4 separate regions of the Sus scrofa genome follow, and regions 1, 3 and 4 are each linked to region 2. The links are chromatin contacts, called in public HiChIP or PLAC-seq maps. All regions are on one chromosome and are shown on one strand. The core of a region is the stretch at or near the end of the contact, and the rest is flanking DNA. Distances in the headings are between cores, read along the strand shown.

The links. HiChIP or PLAC-seq counts read pairs in DNA pulled down with a chosen protein or histone mark.
Region 1: an H3K27ac HiChIP or PLAC-seq map of alveolar macrophages shows a contact between it and region 2. The contact joins the promoter of MAATS1 here to the promoter of ARHGAP31 in region 2. A contact is called at or near these places in 9 of 47 Hi-C or Micro-C datasets (alveolar macrophages, blood, fetal heart ventricle and 5 more) and 2 of 2 datasets of contacts at active chromatin or transcription factors (alveolar macrophages and skeletal muscle).
Region 3: an H3K27ac HiChIP or PLAC-seq map of skeletal muscle shows a contact between it and region 2. The contact joins the promoter of POPDC2 here to the promoter of ARHGAP31 in region 2. A contact is called at or near these places in 2 of 2 datasets of contacts at active chromatin or transcription factors (alveolar macrophages and skeletal muscle).
Region 4: an H3K27ac HiChIP or PLAC-seq map of alveolar macrophages shows a contact between it and region 2. The contact joins the promoter of COX17 here to the promoter of ARHGAP31 in region 2. A contact is called at or near these places in 7 of 47 Hi-C or Micro-C datasets (fetal heart ventricle, fetal skeletal muscle, retroperitoneal adipose tissue and 2 more) and 2 of 2 datasets of contacts at active chromatin or transcription factors (alveolar macrophages and skeletal muscle).

The regions. Positions count from the first base shown.
Region 1 is chr13:140,565,555-140,568,254 of Sscrofa11.1, reverse strand. MAATS1 (cilia- and flagella-associated protein 91) reads left to right here and starts at 1,279. Exons shown (of 18, transcript XM_003132654.4): 1 at 1,279-1,548. The coding sequence starts at 1,425.
Region 2 is chr13:140,947,211-140,949,910 of Sscrofa11.1, reverse strand. It overlaps ARHGAP31 (rho GTPase-activating protein 31), which reads left to right and starts at 1,407. Exons shown (of 12, transcript XM_021070330.1): 1 at 1,407-2,264. The coding sequence starts at 2,165.
Region 3 is chr13:140,600,224-140,602,923 of Sscrofa11.1, reverse strand. POPDC2 (popeye domain containing 2) reads right to left here and starts at 1,292. Exons shown (of 4, transcript NM_001144114.1): 1 at 397-1,292. The coding sequence starts at 887.
Region 4 is chr13:140,582,956-140,585,655 of Sscrofa11.1, reverse strand. It overlaps COX17 (COX17 cytochrome c oxidase assembly homolog), which reads right to left and starts at 1,370. Exons shown (of 3, transcript NM_001348525.1): 1 at 1,119-1,370. The coding sequence starts at 1,225.

The DNA of each region.
Region 1 (2,700 bases), core at 30-2,529, 380 kb after region 2:
GTAAAGAATTTTTTAGATCTTTTGATCAGAAAAAAAAATCTTGGACTCAATCAGGGAAATTTGAATATATACTAAATTTTAAATATAAAGGAATTATTAATTTTGTTAGATTTGATAATGGCAATTATGTTAAAAATCTGTATCAGTTTGAGATGCAGATTAAGGGTAAAATAATGTCTGGGATTTGAAAATGCTCAAGCAAAAGGAGATAGTAGACAGGTGAAACTGGACTGGCAAATTCTTGATAATTATTTACTCCGTGATGATTAGCGCCAGCTCATTACTAAAAGTGGATTCACTCTTGCCTATGTTAAGACATTTCCAGAGTCCTGTTGTGATGCAGCGAATCCGACTAGTAACCATGAGGTTGCTGTTTGATCCCTGGCCTCTCTCAGTGGGTTGAGGATCAGGTGTTGCTGTGAGCTGTGGTGTAGATAGCAGACCCTGCTTGGATCCTGCGTGGCTGTGGCATAGGCATAGGCGTGGCTGTAGCTCGGATTGGACCCCTAGCCTGGGAACCTCCATATGCCGCTGTTGCGGCCCTGAAACAAAAACAAAAACAGACATTTCCATAATAAGTAGTTTTAAAAAGCAAGTCAGTGCGGAATACACCACATCATCTTCGGCTGATTTAATTAGTGCCCAGGGCTCAGAAAGGGGTAGCAGAATGCAGATCAACAGTTACTAACTACCCACCCCACCCCAAATCCTGATTCCCAGGGCAAGGGTTCATAGAGTGTCAAAGTCCAACGTTTAGGAGCTTTCTCAGCTAGCAGAAAAAGCCCCGCGGAAAGGGGATGTCCGAAAGGAAAGCCCCCGACTATTTTTTTCTGAGATTTCCCAGGGATTTCCGAAAGAGGTCGCGGAGTGAAACCGGCAAATCACTGCTGGATTTGAGCAGTAGCCTTTTCCCCAGCCTGCGGGCCCCGCGCATTGATCCTGGATGTACAACTGAAAACTCAAGGCTTGGCCTCTGGAATGAAGCGGGCAGTGTAGCAGATCCTCCCCCGGCCTACTACTTTCCCCTTTTTCCTTCTGAGTGCTGTCCTTTCCTCCCAACCCCTTTCTCCACCCCTCCCGCTCCTTCCCTCTGCACACTTCCTGTCCTCCCGCCCCTGCGCCACGCCCCACGCCTTCCTGCAATCCCCCCGTCTTCCTCCCGGTCGCCAGCCCCGCGCCCCTCCCTTCACTAGCCCCGCCCAGGTTCTTCATCCAGCCCGCCTTTCCTGACCCTCGTCCCGCCCCGTCCTTGTCACTCGGCTCCTCCCCTCTCATGCTAGTTCCGCTCTTCCCTTCTCCGCTTGCGTGCTGTCCTCGCTCCGCCCTTCGTTTCCGCTCTTCCAGGGGGTTACCATAGCTACTGTCCACACAACAGCTAGGTCTCTCAAGTTGGTCCTGGCTGACTGCAGGGCAGAGCCGGCACCATGAGTCATGTTGTGACCATCACCGAGCCCCAGGCCAAACCTCAGATGTCTCAAACCCAGTGCAGAGGGAAGTCGGGGACCTGGGGCAACGTCTCCGCTAGTCGAACGTATGATTTCCTGTATGGTAAGGGCGGCTCCAGATCTCCCTCCTGAGTTGTAGACTCCTGGGACAGATGGGCTTTGAAGATGGTGGGACCTGGCCAGGAGGCTCAGCGGAGGAAAGACTGGCCTCAGGACAGATCCCTTGTCTTGTCTTGGATGGGCAGCTCCAAGCCCTCTGGGTGGTGCACTCTAGGGCATCTCTGAAGACTCAGGTGAGCTGCGTCTTGGAGCAGGGGTAGGGAACACCTGACTCTTCTTCACCCGCTTTTCTTGATAATTTGCACAGCCCAAAGCAATCTTTCTGAAACCCGTTACTGGAGTTTTGGTATCCCATACAGTACCCAATGATTTGCATACTTGGAAATGTTACTGAAGAAAGTTTGGGTGCTCCACTCACAGTGAGGTCAAACAAACCAAAAGAAAAAGGTTTACTGTAGGGCCAAGCAAGAGTGGCTTGGTTCAAACCCCCCCGAAATCCCTGATGGTTTTGGGGAAAAAGTTTTCAATAGCAATATTTAGGGTGAAGGCTGAAGGGTATGTGACTTTTTTTCCTGAGGTCACAGAGGGATGCTTCAGCCATCTTGTGTTGAAATTGCCATCTGGATCACCTGGGTGGGGGCCTTAGTTCTGCAGAAGAGCTCAAAGATAATGTTCTGTATATTTCTTGAGGAGGAACCAGGATCTTGCCCCAAGGCTGCAGTAGTGTTTCTTGACTTCTCCTGACTTGTCTCTGCATCCCCTCCTTTCTCATTATCCACTGTTTGAATCTGCTCTTTGAAACTCAGGTAAGGTCAAGGAGGCTATATGAAGCCTATTTCCTACAAACAAGAAGGAGGGGGGGGTTGGGGGCACACAAAGGATTTGTATCCATCAAGGAGCCCTATAGCATCCTGCTTGGTTTCAGAGACTGACTCAACACTCCCACATTCAAACTGCATAAAATGCCCTTCCAGTTCTCATTCTCTGGCCTCTTCCAAATTTGGCATCTAGGTAAGGAAGGGCCAGTTTATTTCATCTTTGTTTTTAGCTTTCTCTTTTCTTCAAGCTTATTCTTAACCATTAAAGTATTGTTTATAAACTATGTCCACTAGGTCCTTTGGGCCAGTAAAGCCCCAGTTTATTTATCTATTTATTTATTTTTGTCTTCTTGCCATTTCTTGGGCCGCTCCCACGG
Region 2 (2,700 bases), core at 158-2,657:
TCGGTGTCACCACATCGTCTATTTTTGTAAGAGAAGCTAGAAATCCAGATCTTTTAAGTTAAAAATGTTAACTCTTTAATGTTGGCAGTTAATTTTAAAATTTTAAATATTTAATACTTAAATATTTAAGGAGTTCCCATCGTGGCTCAGTGGAAACAAATCTGACTAGGATCCATGAGGACATGAGGACACAAGTTTGATCCCTGGCCTCACTCTGTGGGGAGGGGATCCAGCATTGCCATGAGTGAGCTGTGATGTAGGTCACAGACACAGCTTGGATCTGGCATTGCTGTGGCTGTAGCATAGGCCAGAGACTACAGCTCTGATTTGACACCTAGACCCATAGCCTGGGAACCTCCATATGCCATGGGTGCGGCCCTAAAAAGGCAAAAATTTTTTTTTTAATATTTAAAATGGCAAACAAACCAAACACATCTGTGAGCCAGATTCAGCAGGCAGGCTATCAATTGTGAGTACTCACAAAGAGAGAAGGTCAAGGGTCAAAGTTCATACACTGTCTTGGTGATACATAGGGAGATAAGAGACTGTGACAGGATTCAGTAACTAAAATACTATACTTAAAGCTTTTTCCAGCATTCTGAGCTCTATGACTGTCTCTACCCTTTAAGCCTATATATGGATTTGAATTTATACAGGAAGTTTAATCTAATCCTCAAATGGTGAAATCACCAGAATTTGAGTGCTTACTGTGTGCTGAGTACACAGAAGTCAAAGAATTTCAAATCTAACTGGAGAAAAAACATGCCCTCCTGAAAACTTGAGACAAATTATGAAATAACCTGAGAGACTGCTTTCTTCAGATTATGTTAGAATATCAGAGTCACCTTAAGTCCTGGTCCCCTCACTCCCACCCCCCGCATCACTTCCATTTAGCAAACTTTGTAGTAATGCCTCTGTGTGTGTGTGTGTGTGTGTGTGTGTGTGTGTGTGTGTGTGTGTGTGTAACTTGAATCTCTAATCAGAAATCTGATTTCCAGGGCAGTGGTTAAAAAGTGGCAGCCTCCATCCCTCCCTCAGCTTTGGAGGGGACTTAGCTGGGTTGGGGGTACTGGGGCGCGGGACAGTAGAATGGGAGTGGTTGGCGAAAACTGCTCCCCGTTAGGTTTCTCCGTTGGAATCCCTGTCTTTGTTTCTGTCATTACTCTTTAAGTGTTTGTGTAGGAGCAGACAGGCACCGAAATAGAAATTGTCAAAGAGATGATGACAATGAAGATAAAATACAAGGGAGGACTTTTTTTTTCAGTCCCACCTAGCCCCCTCCATCCAGAGTGCCAGCGCGCCTCCTCCCGCCGTCTTCAAAGAGCCGTCGATGGGGCAGGAAGCGGGTGGCTCGGGCTGTGGGTGCTCCTAGGAGAGCGGCGATTTCCTCCCGGGCGGGCCAGTTATCTCTAGAGTCGCCGAGCAGCTCTGCGAAGAGCGCGTTCTCTCCCCAACCCCGTACTCCTCAACCCACCCACCTACTTCCTCCGGCTCCATACACACATGAGCACAGAGCTGCCAAAAATTTCCACCCTCCGCCCCCCTCCCTAGCTAACTTCCTTCCAGCATTTCCTGAGCTGGATGATCCTAGGATTTGTAAGACAGGAAAAAAAGGAAGGCGTGAGGGCGGGCGAGAGAGACAGGATGCTTGTTTTTCGTTCTACCAAAGCCGTCTGAAGGCAAGACAGCGCGCGCCGGGCAGAGGACCCACGCAGTCCCCGGGCCGTCTCCGCGCCCGCCGCCGGCTTCCCCGCGCCCTCGGCCACTCCCGGGCTTCGAGAAGACGGACCGGAGAGCTCGCCCTCCCTCCAAAGAGGAGGAAGACAACCGAAGACACCGCGGGAACCTGTGAAAGTCCCTGGGACTCCAAGTGAGGAAGTGACACTCCCAGCGAGCCGGCCCGCCGCTGCCAGCTCCGCACGGCCTGCGGCACCGCGGCCCTGGAGGAGCGCGCGGTGGATTTCAGGCTCCGCGCCCGCGCCGGGCTCAGCGCCCCGCGGGCTCCATGCGCTCTGTCCCGGGCCCAAACTCTTCCCGACGCCCATGCGGCCCCACAGCGCCGCGCCGCAGCCACTGATCTAACCCCCACCCCGGAGACCACCGTCGGCGCGGTGCCAAGCAGAGGGGAGGGGGAGACGGAGGGCAACCTCTTTGGGACTAACTCATGAAGAACAAGGGTGCCAAGCAGAAGCTGAAACGAAAGGGAGCCGCCAGCGCCTTTGGCTGTGACCTCACGGAGTATCTGGAAAGCTCAGGACAGGATGGTAAAGTGCCTTCGCCTACCCCCCTCCCCCCTTCTTTTTGTTTGAGAGAAAGAGGGACTCTCCGAGGGTGTGTTACATTCAATTCACAAGTTAATGTATTCCAGGCTTGTGCGCTCCTTCTACTTTTTTTTCTTTTTGAAGAATATACACAATTCTTGAGGTGCATAGCGCTGCCACCCCGACGTGTAGAGGTTGTGTCAGTCCTTCCGTTTGTGTCACACAAGCCGTTAATGGGCGGTGCTGCTGCAAGTTTAAGCGGCTACCCCTGGGGGCCTGGGGTGGGGGCTGGAGAGATCCCGATCCCCAACTTTGGATGTGGGAGAGGAGGGGTGAGGACTGGACCTGTGGGATGGTGTTCACTGGGCTTCTCTGGGTACATAATTATGACCGCCTTAGGTGTCCCTCCCGGCTTCTCCAGTTTCATCAGCTCACATCT
Region 3 (2,700 bases), core at 43-2,542, 350 kb after region 2:
GCAAATGTTGAATGCATGTAGAGGAACAAATTAATCTTATTGAAACATACGGTTTTCTAAAGTTTACAGAGATATTGCTGTAATTTAGGCATGACGCAGTGGTGTGTGTGTGTGTGTGTGTGTGTGTGTGTGTGTGTGGTCACTTCAGATCCAAGCTCAAGAAACACCCCACTCCTCCCAGCAGCAAGTGCACACGCAATCCTTTCTGCCAACTAAGATGCCCCATGAGGTACTTTTCTCATGGAAAATGCTAAGAAAGGGGAAGCAAGCACATGCTATTTTGGTTAGTTTGACTTGCCACATCCTTCCTCAGTGGACGGGGACATGACATGGAAAGGGACGCATTAGGAAATGGGAAGCATGGGCATGAGGAAGAAGCACTGGACAGTGACTTACCGGCCAGAGAGCAGCAGGGACAGACGGTCGATGGGTGTCTCACCCTCCACAGCGTAGGTCTGCTCCGTGGCCAGAGTGGAGACCTGCTCCTGACAGCAGCGAACCATCTCCTTGTAGGCATGTAGAGGCACCTGCAGGGGCAGGCACAGTGTCTTGTAGAGGAGCTCGAACTCCTCAGGGAGGCTGTCCTCACGCAGGCGGTACACCAGATGTGCCAGCTGGAGCACGCAGGCCATCGCCAGCAGGACGCTCCAGAGGACGATGTCCAGGCCACAGGCGTCGAACCAGCCCCACAGCACACAGCACAGGTAGCCCGTGCCCAGGAAGCCAAAGAGGTAGAAGCACCCATACATCCCGCTGCCCCCCATGAAGCCCAGGAGCAAGAAGCAGTTGGCCAGGTGGTAGACAGCCCCTTGCAGATCCTGCCTCCAGCCGACACACGGCAGCCCACGCCAGAGGAGCTGGCCCACCGCGCTGCTGTTGCTGCTCATCTTCGGGGCGCCTCGAAGGCTCTAAGCCTGTGCCCACATGCGAAATTCAGGAAATGGTTTAACCTGTCCTCTGGATGCCTTCTCACCTCCAGCTACAACCCACCAACTCAACTTTTCCTGGGAGGAATGCTTCCGGTGGCTTCAGGAATGAATGGCAGAACATAGTACACTTCCTGGAGAACTGAAAGCCTTTCTTTCCTCCGTCTGGCCCTCAGCAAGTCTCTCCCGCAGAGCTCCGGGGAGCTTCCTCTGCTCCAGGTTTCTTAGGACGGTCTCTTCACATTTGGCTCTTGGCAGGAAACCCAAACTGTCCCGAGGAAACAATATGACTGTGGGACTGAGAGCTTCAGCAGTGAGGGATAATCAAACAGCCACGTCCTGCTCTCTGTTGTCCCCAAACAGAATGAGGAGAGCCCAGCACGGGAGGCACATTTGTGCTCCATTTGGAATGCGTCTCTCTTGGCACCGGAAGAAAGGGTGACCCCAGACAGATACCATGTTTGGAATTGGAATCCAAGAGGTACTGGCAGTGAGAAAAAACAGGCCAGGCACACAGGCAGGCTGGCAGAGCGCTTAGCATACCTCCCCAGAGGACAAGATAAGACCTGGGGCCAGAGAGGGGGGCAGGGGGGATGGCATCATAGAGGGGTTTGGAGGAGTGGTGAAGGAGGGAGGGTGGGGGTGGGGTGGGGAGCCTGGGGGTGGACAAAGAAAAGTGAGTACAGAATTTACTGCCACATCTCAGGCAGAACACTGTCCAGAGACCCCTGCGGGGAGGGCCGGGGGCTCTCCTGAGGCAGAAGGACACATCAAGGTAGGAAAGTATGGGACTATTATCAGAAAAAATCCTAACAATGAGAACTGGAAAACCCCTTGAAGACCTCTATTAAGTCATATTGGAAATATCCGTGGGCATTTATTTGACATCCATTGAACAAAAAATAGGTGTGCAAAGCAGCCTTTTGAATTCTGACCTTCTCCTGCATGTATCTGGATCTAGTAATAGTTAATACAATGTTAATACATTGTTCAGACTATCACTCTACCCACTCCAGGACTGGCAAATAATAATAACCATTACCTGTTAAACCCCAAAAATGCCAGACCTAGATGAGGTACTTTACATACATGTGATTTAGTCATCACACGACCCTTCCAAATAAATATTATCTTCTTTCTAGATCTGAAAGAAACTGAGGTTTAGAGAAGTAACAAGTTCCCACAGGTAGTAAGTGACAGAGATAGGATTTGTTCCTGTCAGACTTTACTGCTGTGTCCCAAATAGTTTGCACAGTGCATGGGAAGACAGGACTAGAGCCATGACTCCCAACTCTACTCTCCCCAGGAAGTCTGAGGACGTCTGGGACCTTCTAGATCAACCTGGGGTCTACCGTGGGTCACCAAGAAGTAAGTCTGGAATAGGCAAACACTAATCTAGCTTCCAAGTAACTCTTGGATTTTTTTTTTTTTTTCCTCACTGCTGGTTAGCACTTACTATCATTATTCCTACAGCCACTGAGGTACCACGGGAAGTGGGGGGGGGGGCACCCAGTAACCTACTAGAACTATTCAAGAGCTCAATCCATAGGGACCTTTATTATACCTCTGGTAACTGGACTAAAATTAGTGAGAAATTAGGAATTGCCAAACATGCTGAGGAGTAGAAGTTTTCAACTCAACACATATTGAGTGTCTACTATGAGCCAAGCACTTAAAGAACTGAAGATTCCCAAGAGATTTCACCTCTCAAGAGAAATATAGATACTTGAGAAACAATGGCAGTTCAGTGTGGAAAGCACCGCAACTGAGTCAA
Region 4 (2,700 bases), core at 121-2,620, 360 kb after region 2:
GAGGACAAAAAGGGACTGGAGGGAGAGGTGTACATTCACATTATCTGAAGATTCCTTCTGAGATTTGTTCCACAACAGAGGCTGTATACAGTAAGAAGAAATGAAAACCTTTTGCAGGTTGATGGTAATTTAGATAAACAATTCTGAACACTACAGTGTCACATATGTTATAGCCTAGTTGATTTTTAAATTATCTACCTAAAACGGTGGGGGGAAGAGTTTAGGGGATTTTCTGTACCGTTAAGAAATGTACCTTGTACCCTACTATGACTAAATTCGGGGAGAAATTACCAGAAAACCGGAAAACTTTTACTCTTTGATCTTGATAAATCTTTTTTTCTTGGCCGCGGGGGAACTATGTGCAACTTCCCGAAAAGAGATCGAACCCGCCCCACGGCAGTCGCTGCTGAGACCACGTGGGATCCTTAACCCCTCTCACCACAAGGGAACTCTGATTTTGCCAAGTCTTCTATCATGGCCCATAAACCATAGTAGAGCAATCATTGAAAAACGTTTCCATTAACTGTTTCCCTTTACTTTTTTTTAAGGGCCGCACCTGGGACATATGGAAGTTCCCAGGCTAGGGGCTGAATCAGAGCTGCATATGCCGGCCTACACCGCAGCCACAGCCACACAGATCCCATTGGCATCTGCGACCGACCTACCCTGCAGTTTGCAGGGCCGGCTCCTTTACCCACTGAACAGACCAGGGATCGAAACTGCATCCTTATGGCTGCTGGTCGGGTTCTTAATCCGGTGAGCCACCACGGGAACTCCTGTGTTTCTTTAAATCAAGTAGCATCCATCCGTTTACAAGCCTTCGGTCCTAAAGCAATGTTTGACCCATAACAGCTGATGAAAAACCTTTTGTAGGAAGGAATGCCTGGATTGAGCGCGGCGGGTCAATCTGACCTCTCTCTGATCCCTTCAACCTTTTCCCCAGGGTAAGCTACGAGCTCAGTCTACAGACAGCTGACTGCGAAGCCTACCCAGGTCTATAACCCTCAAGAGAGCCCCGCGGCAAAGTGAGGGCCACGACCAGCCCTAGTCCGGGCAGCGGCACCCGAAGGCAGTGCACGGAGCCTGCCCCGCCGCCCCCTCCCCGGCTGCGCACTGACCACGCATCGCGCGCTTTCTTGGTCTCCGGGCAGGCGCAGCAGGGCTTCAGCGGCTTCTTCTCCTGCGATTCAGGCGGGGCAGGGATTGCGGCCGCCAGACCCGGCATTTTTCGCGCCGAAAGCTGCAATTAGCTCTGCCACCCCAAACTCTACCGGCCTCCGGACACGCCGATTCGCCCGCAGTTATTTCCGGCAGTCGCTCCAAAACAGAACAGGAAGTCCTGCCTCTCACTCTGACGAACTGGGAGGAAGGGAGGAGGTAAAGAGGAAAAATGTTTTAAAGGGCACGCGCGTGCGCAGAAGAGGCCGAATGATGGCCTTAGTGCTAGGGCGCCTTTTCCGCGCAGGTGCAGAGAGCCCAGGTAAAGTGCAGCGATGTTTGTAGACCAGCATTGAGAGGACCCACAAATGAGGAGACCCGTAAGGCAACTCGGAGAGCTCTCAACCATACACCCAGCTCGAAGTCGAAAACTGAAACTCAAGAAGGTGAAATGACCTGTCTATGCTACAGAAAAAAAAAAAAAACACTAGTGAAAGCCAATTCCTCTTGAGTAACAGACTTAGCGCCCGGCATCTTATGCTTGCCATTATCTGCCTTACTGCCTTCACCACCCCACTTCACCGCTCTAGTTAAAAGTGAGTAGCAAAGGAGTTCCCTAGTGGTCAGCGCAAACGAATCAGACTAGGAACCATGAGGTTTCGGGTTCTATCCCTGGCCTCGTTCAGTGGTTTAAGGATCCAGCGTTGCCCTGAGCTGTGGTGTAGGTCACAGACAGGGCTCAGATCAGGTGTTGATGTGGCTGTGGCATAAGCTGGCAGCAGCTGTGTCTCCGATTAGACCCCTAGCCTGGGAACCTTACCTCACCCACACGCTTTAAATCCTCAGCTAGTTAGTGTTTATAGCTCCCTCTCCAACTGAATTGATTTCCATATGAATTGCCAATCATAGGGCAAATATATTGGTTAGTAAAATTTTAAAATGCCTTTTCATTGTCATTCCTCAAATTCAGTTAATACCTATCCATCTAGGTAAATAAGTAAACTTAGACAGTATTTGCAATAGAATGGACATAACCATTAAGTTTTTTTCCTGCAGAGAATTGTTTGAGGAAGGATGAACTTATTTTTTAAAGCAGGACTTCCAGGCATTGTTAAAATAGCTGTCTAGGGATACGCACTTTGGTTAATCAAACATTGCTTATCACCTAAACCAGCCAATGGTATTGCCCCTCAAGATGGCTGTTTTCTTGCTCTTTGTACATTCCCTGCTCCACCATTTCCTGCTCCACCAACCCCTAAGTGCATGATTGACCTTTCTACATATTTGTCCCAGGCCCCAGCAATGAGATTGTTCTTATCTAAAGAGCGGTGAGGGCAGTGCCTCTCTGCTGGTCTCCCTGGTAACTCATGTGCCAACCTGATGTCAATTCCCACTGTAACTGGCAATCTCCCCTTCCCCTCCAGGAGCAGAGACTTTACCATGTCCTGTCAGACATGTAAGAACCCCCTGGCCATTAAACCATCCATGTCTCTGTCACTGACTCTGGGCTCTTCAGTCATGAAGCTGGGTAGGCACAGGGCT